2 separate regions of the Mus musculus genome follow, and region 1 is linked to region 2. A link is a contact called in public promoter capture Hi-C data. All regions are on one chromosome and are shown on one strand. Each heading gives the region's core, a stretch centred on a gene start, on an enhancer-like site or on the middle of the called end of the contact. The rest is flanking DNA. Distances are from core to core; before and after follow the strand shown. Region 1 overlaps Tead1 (TEA domain family member 1). Region 2 overlaps Parva (parvin, alpha).

Region 1 (5,463 bases), core at 2,719-5,218, 270 kb before region 2:
AAAACAACAGGAGCTCCTCTGCCCTCATATATGCAACAAAATAAGCAAATGTTTTTTTCTTCTCTTCCCCTTTCCCAGCATTTCTTCCCATGGAAGAAGTTCTCAGAGCATAAGCATCAAGCATTGAAGATACTTACTTCAGTGTGTCTGACCCTACAACAAGACTACAGGAAACAGAGAGTCCCGGTTTCCTGCTTGTTCCACGGTAAAGCTCTGTGTTTAGTCTAACCAATCAGCATGAAACAGCAGGTCAAAAAAAAAAGGTCAAAGATTCCATACGATGCCCAAATGAAGAACTAGCAAGAGTTATGTTCAACTCAGGCCTGGAGAGCCACTTTCCAGTGACCAGTGACTAGTTTACTGGAGTCATTTATATGCAAGGGACTCTGGGAGCTCCACAGACTCAGTCTTCTTCATCCCAAAAATGAACCACGAGAGTTGTTTTCCTGTGGAAGCACAGACAGCCCTGTTTCTCCTTAAATGGTTCTCAGGGCTGGGCAGCACCTGGGGTCTAACAGCATCCTCCCCCTGCCACCAAGACGTTTGATTGGCACATAGTTGTGTGCCCTCTCCTGCTGATATCCCGACTCACTAAGCAAGTCCCTTCCTCTTGAACACCAACCAGGCCAGCAGGCAATCCCATAGCATGTGTGTGACTGGCAAGGCATAGGTCAGGAATGGGGTAGAGGCACACATACATCTTCCCTGACTTCCTGAACTAGCTTGCTCTCCAGGACTGACCAGTAGTAGGTCTAGCATCCCAACAAGAAACAATGCCCCCCTCCCCCAGTAGATCACTTAACAGAATCCTTGGTCTTGCATACATGAAATCCTGGGCTCAATCCCCAGCACCACAGGAAAAATTAACCAAACACAACTGGAGGTAGGGTACCCTGCTTGCCACCCAGCTCTTCTCAAGAAGAAGGGTACAGGCATCTGGGCTCAGGAGAAGCCACTGCCTACCAATGGCTGTGCCCAGTCAGCCTGCAGCGACCTAGGACACTAGAACCTTCCAGACGTCTTTCTGGCCAGCACTAGGGCCAGCCTTGTGATCTGGACCCTCCCTGCTGTGCTCTCTTCCTGCCAGCAGCAGGCCAGGTGTCCTGGACTTTGGTAGCCAAGAACAGGCTTCAAAAGGCTAAGTGGAAGGTGACCATCTTCAAAGCGTCCTCAGACTTCCCAGAAATCTTTGGCAGGCAGCCCTGACCTCAGGTCAGTGGCCAGCAAGTGAACTTGTGACAGCTCTGTGAGGGCAGGGACATGACTGTGTCTGTCTGGTCCCCAGCTCTCATCCTGGCAATCCCAAGCATGAGGCTGGCATACAGCTTGGCGCTCAACAGTGATTTGCTGGGTTGATGTGCAATGGCCTCTACCAAGGAAGGACAGAAAGCACAGTGGGGGTGGCCCTGGCTTTGGAGTTAGACAGACCTAGACCTTCACCTTCCAGCCATCTTATTCTCAGACTTATGCTGTCCCTCTCATCCAACCCCTTTACCATAGCACCTCAGAGAGCTCTCGGGAATGTCAGCTGCATATAACATACAGAGCCTTTAGTCAGCAAAGGCAGACACACTCCTGCTTTGTTCTCAGTTCACAAACACTTACTTAGCACCCAACTGTATGCAAGATGCTATTCAAACACAGTGGGCAACCCCACATAATAATGACTTCAGTTAATTTTTGTGACAATCCTCTGAAGTTGGGTCTATTTAGCACCCTCCTTTGCGCTTCAGGCTTTGAAACACAAGAGAACTAAGGCAACTTGCCCAAAGCCTGAGACCTAAAAGTGCCAGGCCAGGATTCATATTAATTACACAGTCTAAACTGCTAAGTGCTGCACCTGTCTGCCTCTAGGGCACACAATCACTGCAAACTGGTTTCTGTCCCAACTCTTGAAGGATTCCAAGGACATGTGACCACACTGCCAGACTGTGTCTTCAGTTACAGAGGGAACAGACGCAGGTATTCCCATAGATCACAGTTTGGGTTATTTTTGTTTGTTTGGGGGTAAAGTCTTGTTTTCAGCTGTGGTGTACTCCCCTAAAATCCAGCTTCAGAAAAGCATGCTCCTTAAACACTTCCCTCCCATCCCTCCTCCCTCTCTACCTCCCAGAAAAAGAAACACACAGCTATGCAAAAATGGGCTAAGGAATGAAAGAGGAAAGAGGAAGGCCTGTGCATCTTAAGAGCAAAGTCAGAGGCAGCAGCCAAGAGCAAGCATTGTACATCAGGGAACACAGAAAATGTCCAGGCACACAGAGGCAGGCAGGCGGACGGCTACACAGTCTCAGCTGCCCAACGTCCAAGGTAACAGAAAATTAAGCCATTTCTCTTCCAAGGGACAAAAGCTTATCATAAACAACTCTCCGTTTACTCTCCTGCCAACCATGATGAAAATCTCATTACCAAAATAAATCACTTGACCTTGCCTCTTCCAGTGTTTCGAGACTAGTGACAACCCAGAGAACTCAGAAATGCTCAGAGATGGAGGAATGAAATCCTCAAGGAAGACTCGCCAGGTGTTTCACTGGGCTATGACTTTGACTGACTTCACAGAGAATCCATTTTCAAAGGTCTTAGAGAAAAGGGATGCTCTCGGGGACCGCTGACTACTGGTCGAACATTAAGATTCGTTTATGTGCTAGCAAAAGCTTGATCACGAAGGGTGACCCTGGCCTTACATGGGCTCACATGACTCTGTCTCCGACTGGCTGAGGTAGCACTAAGGAGAGTCAACTTTCTCTGACAAAGTTAAAGCAGATCCCCTAAAGGGAGGCCCAGTCTCCAATTCAACTAGCCCAGGAACTACCACACTTCCCTCCAAGATAGCCTGAGGCATTCTATCTTATGCCACAAGACAGGGAGCCAAGGGGAGTGCTTCCTCCCTGGACAGATGGAGATACTGCAAGGCCAATGCAGAAAACCCATCTCTTCCTGATCAGGGGACAAAACCATGCAGGTTGTGTACTCTCTGGCCCTGTGAAACCCACAACCATACTAGACTCTTCCTCCCTAGTGAGGAAAAACGGTTGCCTCATTTTAAATCTGGCTGGCCACCAACAGACAGTAATCGGATAGTGTTAACTTAAGGAGAAAGACACCCATACTCAAAAACAGATACAACTGGGAAGTACTGGGAACTGAGTTACCCTCGTCCTAGACACATATCCCACAGCCAACACCAAACTTACCAATATCTAATCACCCTGCTGAATTCCACCCCTCAAAACCACAATATCCTAGATGGCAAGTCTCCAAGGACCTGTTGTCCTCATTTATTTGATCATCTTTCCCAGGAGCCCAAAACTACATTAACACCAAGCACAAATGTGATCAGGTTAATAGCTGATAGAATAACTCCAATCTGAAGCTTCCATGGATTCAGTTCTCAGCAAGAGATCTTAAAAATCATTTTCACATAAAAAGTTTACAATTGAGTTATAGGCAAAGTGGGCAACTATTTACAAAGGAAAATCTCAATGGAGGGGGAAAAAACATTTTCAAAGGCACGATCTCATTAGATAGCTTAGGCTGGCTCTAATTCTCACTCTCCTTCTGCCTTAGACTCCTGAGTGTTGTTGGGATTATAGATGTACACCACCAAATGTCTTACGCCATTAATTTAGATTAAAACAACCTGTGAGCAAAGAAGTGGGAGCTTCACAATGCAACATCCCAAAGCTATGCTTCAAGGGAAAGCTGAGGAAGGAGAAGCCGGGGAAGAAAGGACGGACGCAGGATCCACCCACAGCAGCTGAGCAACCGGTTTCGGCCCGACTTCACTACCCTAGATAAAAAGAGGATTCTCTGGCTATAGCAGAAACTCACAAGAGCATAAAACAAATGCCACAAGTTTGGGTTCTCACTCCCGAGTGCATGACAGGCTGAGAGGCTCAGTGCCACAGAAAGCAAAAGTGTCTTTGTTTCCATTACATCATCCGTGGTGAAGGGGGAGGGCAGGCAGGGCACAGCTGGTGGCAGCTGTGCTACCATCTGCTCTCCTCTCAGAAGTCTTTGCTGGTCTGAGCACAGCCTCCTTGGGCTCCTGACAGAGACACGCGGGGTTAAAGGTACAACACCCTATTACAGAAATAGTGGGAATTACTGAGAAATAAATCACTCCTCTGTTGAGTTAAGAGCCTCGGGTAGTGGATGAGCCAGTGTTGGTGGAATTTATGCTGGCTGCATCTCTTTAGACTTGGTGACAACACAAACTCTGTCAACTCAGTTAGACAAGCACTATGTACAAGTGACCACCTGCCACCTACTTTCCTAAAGGTAGATAGCCAAAAAACCCGCAAGTCTGCATGCAGCTGGGAGCATTCTGGAAAGAGAATGTCCCCAACCTGTGGAGGGAAGCTTCACACCAGCTAGGGTGGGGACATTCGCTGTCAGCAACCAGAGCCATTTGGAAAGCTGGGCCTGCCTTCCTTGCCTCATGCAGCTTTCCCCAGAACCTACTCAGAGGACAGTCATAGAGGAAGGGGAAGCTGGGAGCTGGGAGCTGGGCACATGAATTGGGGCTGGGGAAAAACAGATGGGACAGGACAGGACACACAACAACGTCTTAACTAGCCATTCAGCTGCAAGTTAGAAGCAAGAATGGAAACAGGCCAATCAAACCTGTGTGTGTTTTATCTGGCCAGTACAGGGCTGATCCTGAAGTGGGGGATTTCAGAATTTTTAGAGGGACATAATGTTGAGGCAGGGTCTCATTAAGTCCAGGTTGGCCAGAATTCTCTATGTAGACCTTGAACTTCTGGTCAACCTAGCTCCACTTCCTGAGTGCTGGGATTACAGGGGAGCACTACTGGGATTACAGGGGAGCACTGCCATGCCCTGTTTCCCAAGGCTGTAGATTAAACCTAGAGGTCTGTGCTGCCAGGAACAACCACATCCCCAGCCAATAAAAAAAGAATAGATTTCAAATACAAATCTAAAGCACAAGATCTTCCTGCAAGGGTGGGAAGGACTCAAGGGACTCGGTCCCACTCGACGCCAGCTATGTGGAGCCGAATGACTGAAGAATTTGTTCCCTCCTGCACGTATGCCACCGTGGCACGTGAACCTTGAGAGCATCTGCCAGAAGGCCTGTCAAGCATGAAGAGAAAACCCCCAAGGGATGGTATCCCAGGATCCTCCTCTGTAGTGGAGCCCTGGTCCCTGGGATAGCCAAATGTCATTCTACAAAGAGCAACCAGGCTGGCTTCGGAGAACATCCCCTCCCACTGCAGCAGGCTGGAGGCCCTGAAAGGAATGTTCCAGGCCACTTACCATACATTTTGCCTTCGTCTGATAAGATGATTTTTCTCCTCCCACACGGCGGATAGATAGCCAGGGCCTCCTGGAAACTCTGCTCAATATCAGGACTCCAGACGCCCTCCGCGTCGTTGTCAATCGGCTTATCTGCCGAGTCGCTCATCCTTTCCATGTTTTCGGCAGGGCTCTCGCTGCCGCTCCAGC
Region 2 (5,642 bases), core at 1,137-3,636:
ACGGCTTTATTTTTCCACCCCAGGCAGGGGTCTGAGCAGGGTCATGAAGACTGATCAAACTTCAGCAAGCAGGGAAGGGAAGGGCAGGTGGAGGGCAGAAGCTCTCCCGTCACACTTAACGGCAATAAATTCCTGACCAGTCCCATTATCTCATGCTGTCACTGTCCCTGTGTCAGCCTGCTTAGCTAATGCTGCAAGGAGTTATGGGTAGTGGTCTAGAGAAGTGACAAACTTTCAAATACTATTTCCTTTCTCGTTTGCTATCTCTACTGCGTTAAAGTGACAAAGGTTACCTAGTGATTTCGCTCCTTGTTCTCTTTATCTTCCTTTTTGTGCTGTGATATAGCTTGAGTCCTCTTGTTTCTTTTTAAAAATTCTACATTAATAAAAATGTGCCTTCAAGGTGTTTTATTTCAGACTAAATATATCAAATCTATTCATTCCCACATATATTTCCCCATTCTGCCACCCGGGAGTGTCCGTTGCTCTTCAGTGATAGAGCGCACCAAGCCCAAAGCTGTGACCTTTCACCTATACTATGGAAAGAGCCTCTGTCTGCTTGTTCTTATTCTGACAAACTTGACCAGCCACTTAAGGTCCAAAGATATAGTTATATAGCCAAGTGGGAGCCACTGTGTAGTCTCTGCAGGCTCAGGATGATCTGGGAGTTTCCTAGTCCCTCCATAAACATTCTAGTCACACCAGAGTAATTGCCCATTTTCACCGGGCCTTGGCTACTCAACTGGAAAGTTGAGCATATTAATAATAGCTATATAGCTGGGTGTGGTGGAACATTCTTTAATATCAGCACTTGGGATGTGGAGGCAAGGAGGATCAAGAATTCAAGGCCAAATTTAGTACATAGTGACTTCAGGTCTGTACTACATGAGACCCTGTTTTTTTTTTGTTTTGTTTTGTGTTTTGTTTTGTGTTTGTGTTTTTCAAAAACATAAATAACGCCTAAGGTGTGTAAAGTCAGAGTATTAAATGAGCTAATACACATTTATTAGATGGGGTACTATTAAGCACATAAGCTAGCTTAGAAAAGCTATCATGGCTAGGCTTTAAAATCTCCCTGCAAACTAACGTGTTGATGGCTCGGTCCTGAGGGTAGTATTTAGAGGCAGGGCTTTGGATACAGGACTGAACTGAGGATTCTATCCTAAGCAGTGAGTGAATCCATTGATGTACACACGATTTGACGACATTATTACAAAAAAGGTAGGGCCTTTTTTTTTTTTTTAAAGATTTGTTTATTATTTTATGTAAGTACACTGTAGCTGTCTTCAGACACACCAGAAGAGGGAGTCAGATCTTGTTATGGATGGTTGTGAGCCACCATGTGGTTGCTGGGATTTGAACTCTGGACCTTTGGAAGAGCAGTCAGGTGCTCTTACCCACTGAGCCATCTCACCAGCCCAGGTAGGGCCTTTTTTGTCCATCTGTCTGTCCTGACTGCTGAGGGAGTCCTCGACCATGGGTTTTGGCTCACGCCAGGCCTAGGTCAATGGAGCCAGTTGACCATGAAAGAAAGCTTATGAATCCATGGCCCTGAATCTTTTCTCCTTCTATTGTTTTTCTTAGGCATTTTTATCATAGTGATGTAGAAAATAGAAAAGTGGCTAGCATACAGCATCTTGGAAAACATATAATCAATTGATTAGAACTCAAATGCCCAGGCCTGGACCACAGGACCTTACCCGTCATCAGGCCCCATCCAGGCTCACCCCATAGAACTCCACCCTGACTCATCATGCTCCAGTCACATACTAGCTTTTGGTTGCCTCTCTAAGGAACAATACAACCCACACCTCAGGACCTTTGCATATCTCAGCTTAACCTGTCATCTGAAAAACCCTGCTCATTGAGAAAACCAACTGCAGGTATCCACACCATTCTCTCCCCTTTATGATACTTAGCACGATTTGTAGCTGTGTAGCTAGTGGTTGGTTGGTTTGCTTAAAACCAGCTTCTGCTACTAGACTGGGAACACCATGAAACCAGGGAAGGCTCTCTCTCTCTCTCTCTCTCTCTCTCTCTCTGTGTGTGTGTGTGTGTGTGTGTGTGTGTGTGTGTGTGTGTGTGTCCCCAACCCTGAAGCTTCCATTCTCAGCTCCCAGGAACTACTCAACAGTTACCCATGCCTTGAATGGAAGAGGATGGATAGACAAATTTGACAGCCTGGAAGATAAGCATGGCCCCTTGTGGAAACCCTTTTGTTTCTTTCTCCTAATGAGTTCACTAAAGCTAATCTAATCCAGCTCACTAAAGCTGATCAAATCCGCCCCTGGCCAGAATCTGGGTTTTGCCTGAGAGTAAGGTGAGAATTACTGAGTCACCCAATTGCTTACTCAGAGAGGGTTTCTGAGTGTTTGCCACATACTTAGCAGCACAGAGCAGCTTGTGTTAAATAAATAAACAGACCTGAAGCCTCCCTCCACCCTGTCCCTACAGGGATGCTGGACTCAGGGGACACACATAATGACACAGGAGGCAATTAGATAATAGGATACAGCTAGGATAATTATTTGCCATGGTGAGTGACACACTTAAGGAAAACACTGGGACACAAGCAGGGAGATATCACTTGTGGGTACTTAGAGGAGCGTGTCCTCAGGACCAGGACAGGTATGCAGGAAGTCACCTTCTGCAAAGTGTTGGGAAGAGGCCACACGAGCAGGTTCCCTGGTGGGGTTGTGTCACTGACCTAGACTGACTAATGGGGGTCCAGTGGGGGAAATGCTAAAATCTCCCAGGGGAGCCCCTAAGACTCCAGGAAGAGGGGAGGTGATAGCTTTTAGGGGCTTTTGTTTGTTCTTGATGAATCATGGGATATCTACCATGTAGCACTTAACCTAGTGCTAACTAGTCTAGGTGGTGTATATTCAACTGTGCTTGCTGACAATCCATGTATACACACACACACACACACACATACATCGGAGAGAGAGAGAGAGAGAGAGAGAGAGAGGGAGAGAGAGAGAGAGAGAGAGAGGAAATTATCTGAATAGTTTAATAAATCATAAATAATATCCTCCCAAAAGTACAGGAAAAAGTCTCAAAATCAGTTACAAGCAATCTCAGAGGACAGAGAATTAGCACCACTGAGGTAATAATTCAAAACTTGTACATGAAATGTTTTGAAATATAAGATTATTCTGAGCGGCTGGAGGCATGGCTCAGCAGTTCAGGGCACTGGCTGCTCTTCAGAGGACCTGGGTTGGTTCCTAACACCCACATGACAGCTCACAAACAGCTGCAATACCAGTTCCGGGGGATCTGACCTCTCTTCTGCCCCCATAGGCACTGCACCCATGTTTACTATACATATACACATACAGGCAAATACTCATATACATAAAATTAAAATAAATCTTTAAGGAATGTTTTAGCAGATATGGAGGAAGCCATCAATAACATTCAACTAACTTACCCCTCCCTCCTTCCTTCTTCCTTTTCTTCCCTCCCTTCCTCCCTCCCTCCCCCTCCCTTCCTCCCTCAACCTGGGGATTAAATTCCAGCCTTCCACACACTAAGCAAGCATTCTACCACAAAGCTACCGTCTTAACCCCTTTAAAAAAGAAATTTGAATTTTAAATAGGATCTTGCTAAATTACCTAGGCTGACCTTGAACTTGTAATCCTCCTGCCCAGTCAGTCTCTTTAGTAGTTGAGATTATAGACATGTATCACTTCCAACATTAATTCTTTATAAGAATTCTTTAAAATCAAAAGATAGGATATTTCCCTCTATAAAGTTAGAAAAGGTGGGCTGCCAAGATGGCTTGAAGTGGCTTAAAAGCACTTGATGACAAACCTGATGACCTGTGTTTGATAGCTGGGACTCATGTGGTGGTAGGAGAGAACAGACTCTTGACTTCTGACCTCCGCACATATGACATTGGCTCCCACATGCTCTACCCCTATACTGGCTGGTTTTGTGTGTCAACTTGACACAGACTGGAGTTATCACAGAAAAAGGAGCTTCAGTTGGGGAAATGCCTCCATGAGATCCAGCTGTGGGTCGTTTTTTCTCAGTTGGTGATCAAGGGGGAAGGGCCCCTTGTGGGTGGTGCCATCCCTGGGCTGGTAGTCTTGGGTTCTATAACAGAGCAGGCTGAGCCAGGGGAAGCAAGCCAGTAAGCAACATCCCTCCATGGCCTCTGCATCAGCTCCTGCTTCCTGACCTGCTTGAGTTCCAGTCCTGACTTCCTTTGATGATGAACAGCAGTGTGGACGTGTAAGCCGAATAAACCCTTTCCTCCCCAACTTGTTTCTTGGTCATGATGTTTGTGCAGGAATTGAAACTCTGACTAAGACAACCCCCAACACTAAATAAAACAAAAACACTTCAGTATTTTAAAAGTTTATAGATTTAAATATGAGCTTTAATAGTAGTCTTAATGTGTTCCTTGATCCATTTTCTACTGGCATCACAAAACACCACAGACTGGCTGTTTTATAGAGAAATTTTTCTTTGGGGTTCTGATGCTGGTGTCTGGTGACTGCCTTTGTGCTAGGTCACAAGCACCGTGAATTCCAAGTCTGTCCTCTTCTCCCTATAAAACCCACCCTTTACCTCACGGGGATCCCACCCTTACAACATCATCTAGTTCTGATCATCTTCCAGGCCCTGCTTCCCACTGGGGTCAACATCCCCAGTAAGGTAAAGAAGTGCTGCCTATAAAAATGTTCAGACATGAACTAAATGCAATCTCAAGGGCCTGAAGCAGAGGCCAGGAGAAATAAGAGAAGTTGGGTGGGTTGGGTGACAGCTTAGGCAAAGCCAAGGAAACCAAACCAAACCAACCAAAAATGGACTCATGTTCCAGAATGTAGGTTGAACTCTGATTTAAATCTCATCACAGGTGCTGGAGATGTGGAGATGGCCCAGTGCTTAGGGGCCTATATGGCTGTTGTAGAGGACCTGAGTTTGGTTCCCAGCACCCAGCTGAGTGGCTCACAGTGGGTTTTAGGGGATCTGATGGCCCTGGTCACCTGGAGCACTTGTACTTATGTACATAGACTCACCCCACTCACATGCATAGAATTAAAACTAAAACAAAACAAAACAAAACAAAAACAACAACAAAAAACCTTTTTTAAAAAAAAATCCCATCACCAGGCAGGTACCACTCCAGTGTCTTTGCATCCCGTGCCCAGACAGCTCACCCCAGCCCATCCAGAAACAGCTGTGGTTTTCTTTAGAGCCACCCACATATCCCTAAGTGTTGTCAGCTTTGTCTCATCTACCCCTCTATAGGGTCTCACTGTGTAGTAGCACTGACTGGTCTAGAACTCGCTAGGTCCACCAGGCTGGCCTTGAACTCACAGAGACCTGCCTGCTCCTGGGATTAAAGGTATCTGCCACCACAGGGAGCTCACTGGCTTCCTTATCCACGTGCAGTGTTGCTTCCCTTCTCTAAACGTTCATTATGAAAATACTCTGAGCTATAGAGGCCCAACTGCTTGCTCCAACCATCCAGTGCCACAGCTGGTGGTTGTGGGAACCTGTCCCAGGATCTGGGTTTTTCATGGTTAGCATCTGTAACAGCCTAATAAACTGTTTTATTTCAGAGACACTCAGGCATCATAGCAAATGTTCCACGGGAAGCTTTAGAACAAGTGACACGCTAAGGTTAT

What was found. Capture Hi-C pulls out chosen DNA fragments and counts their contacts.
Region 1: a promoter capture Hi-C map of pancreatic islet shows a contact between it and region 2. The contact joins two enhancer-like sites. A contact is called at or near these places in 4 of 115 datasets of contacts at active chromatin or transcription factors (cardiomyocytes, embryonic basal ganglia, embryonic stem cells and 1 more) and 2 of 9 other capture datasets (embryonic stem cells and pancreatic islet).

Annotation. Positions count from the first base shown.
Region 1 is chr7:112,759,451-112,764,913 of GRCm38.p6, reverse strand. It overlaps Tead1 (TEA domain family member 1), which reads right to left. Exons shown (of 13, transcript NM_009346.4): 2 at 5,275-5,463. Among named protein-coding and RNA genes, the nearest start is that of Tead1, 83 kb to the right of the region's middle. Within about 2 kb of position 3,968, at least 98 of the 459 cell types and tissues checked have an H3K27ac peak or open chromatin away from gene starts, as enhancers often do. A contact at or near this core is called in pancreatic islet, where this site is marked.
Region 2 is chr7:112,488,640-112,494,281 of GRCm38.p6, reverse strand. All of the region lies in intron 1 of Parva (parvin, alpha), which reads right to left. Among named protein-coding and RNA genes, the nearest start is that of Gm45998, 40 kb to the right of the region's middle. Within about 2 kb of position 2,386, at least 44 of the 459 cell types and tissues checked have an H3K27ac peak or open chromatin away from gene starts, as enhancers often do. A contact at or near this core is called in pancreatic islet, where this site is marked.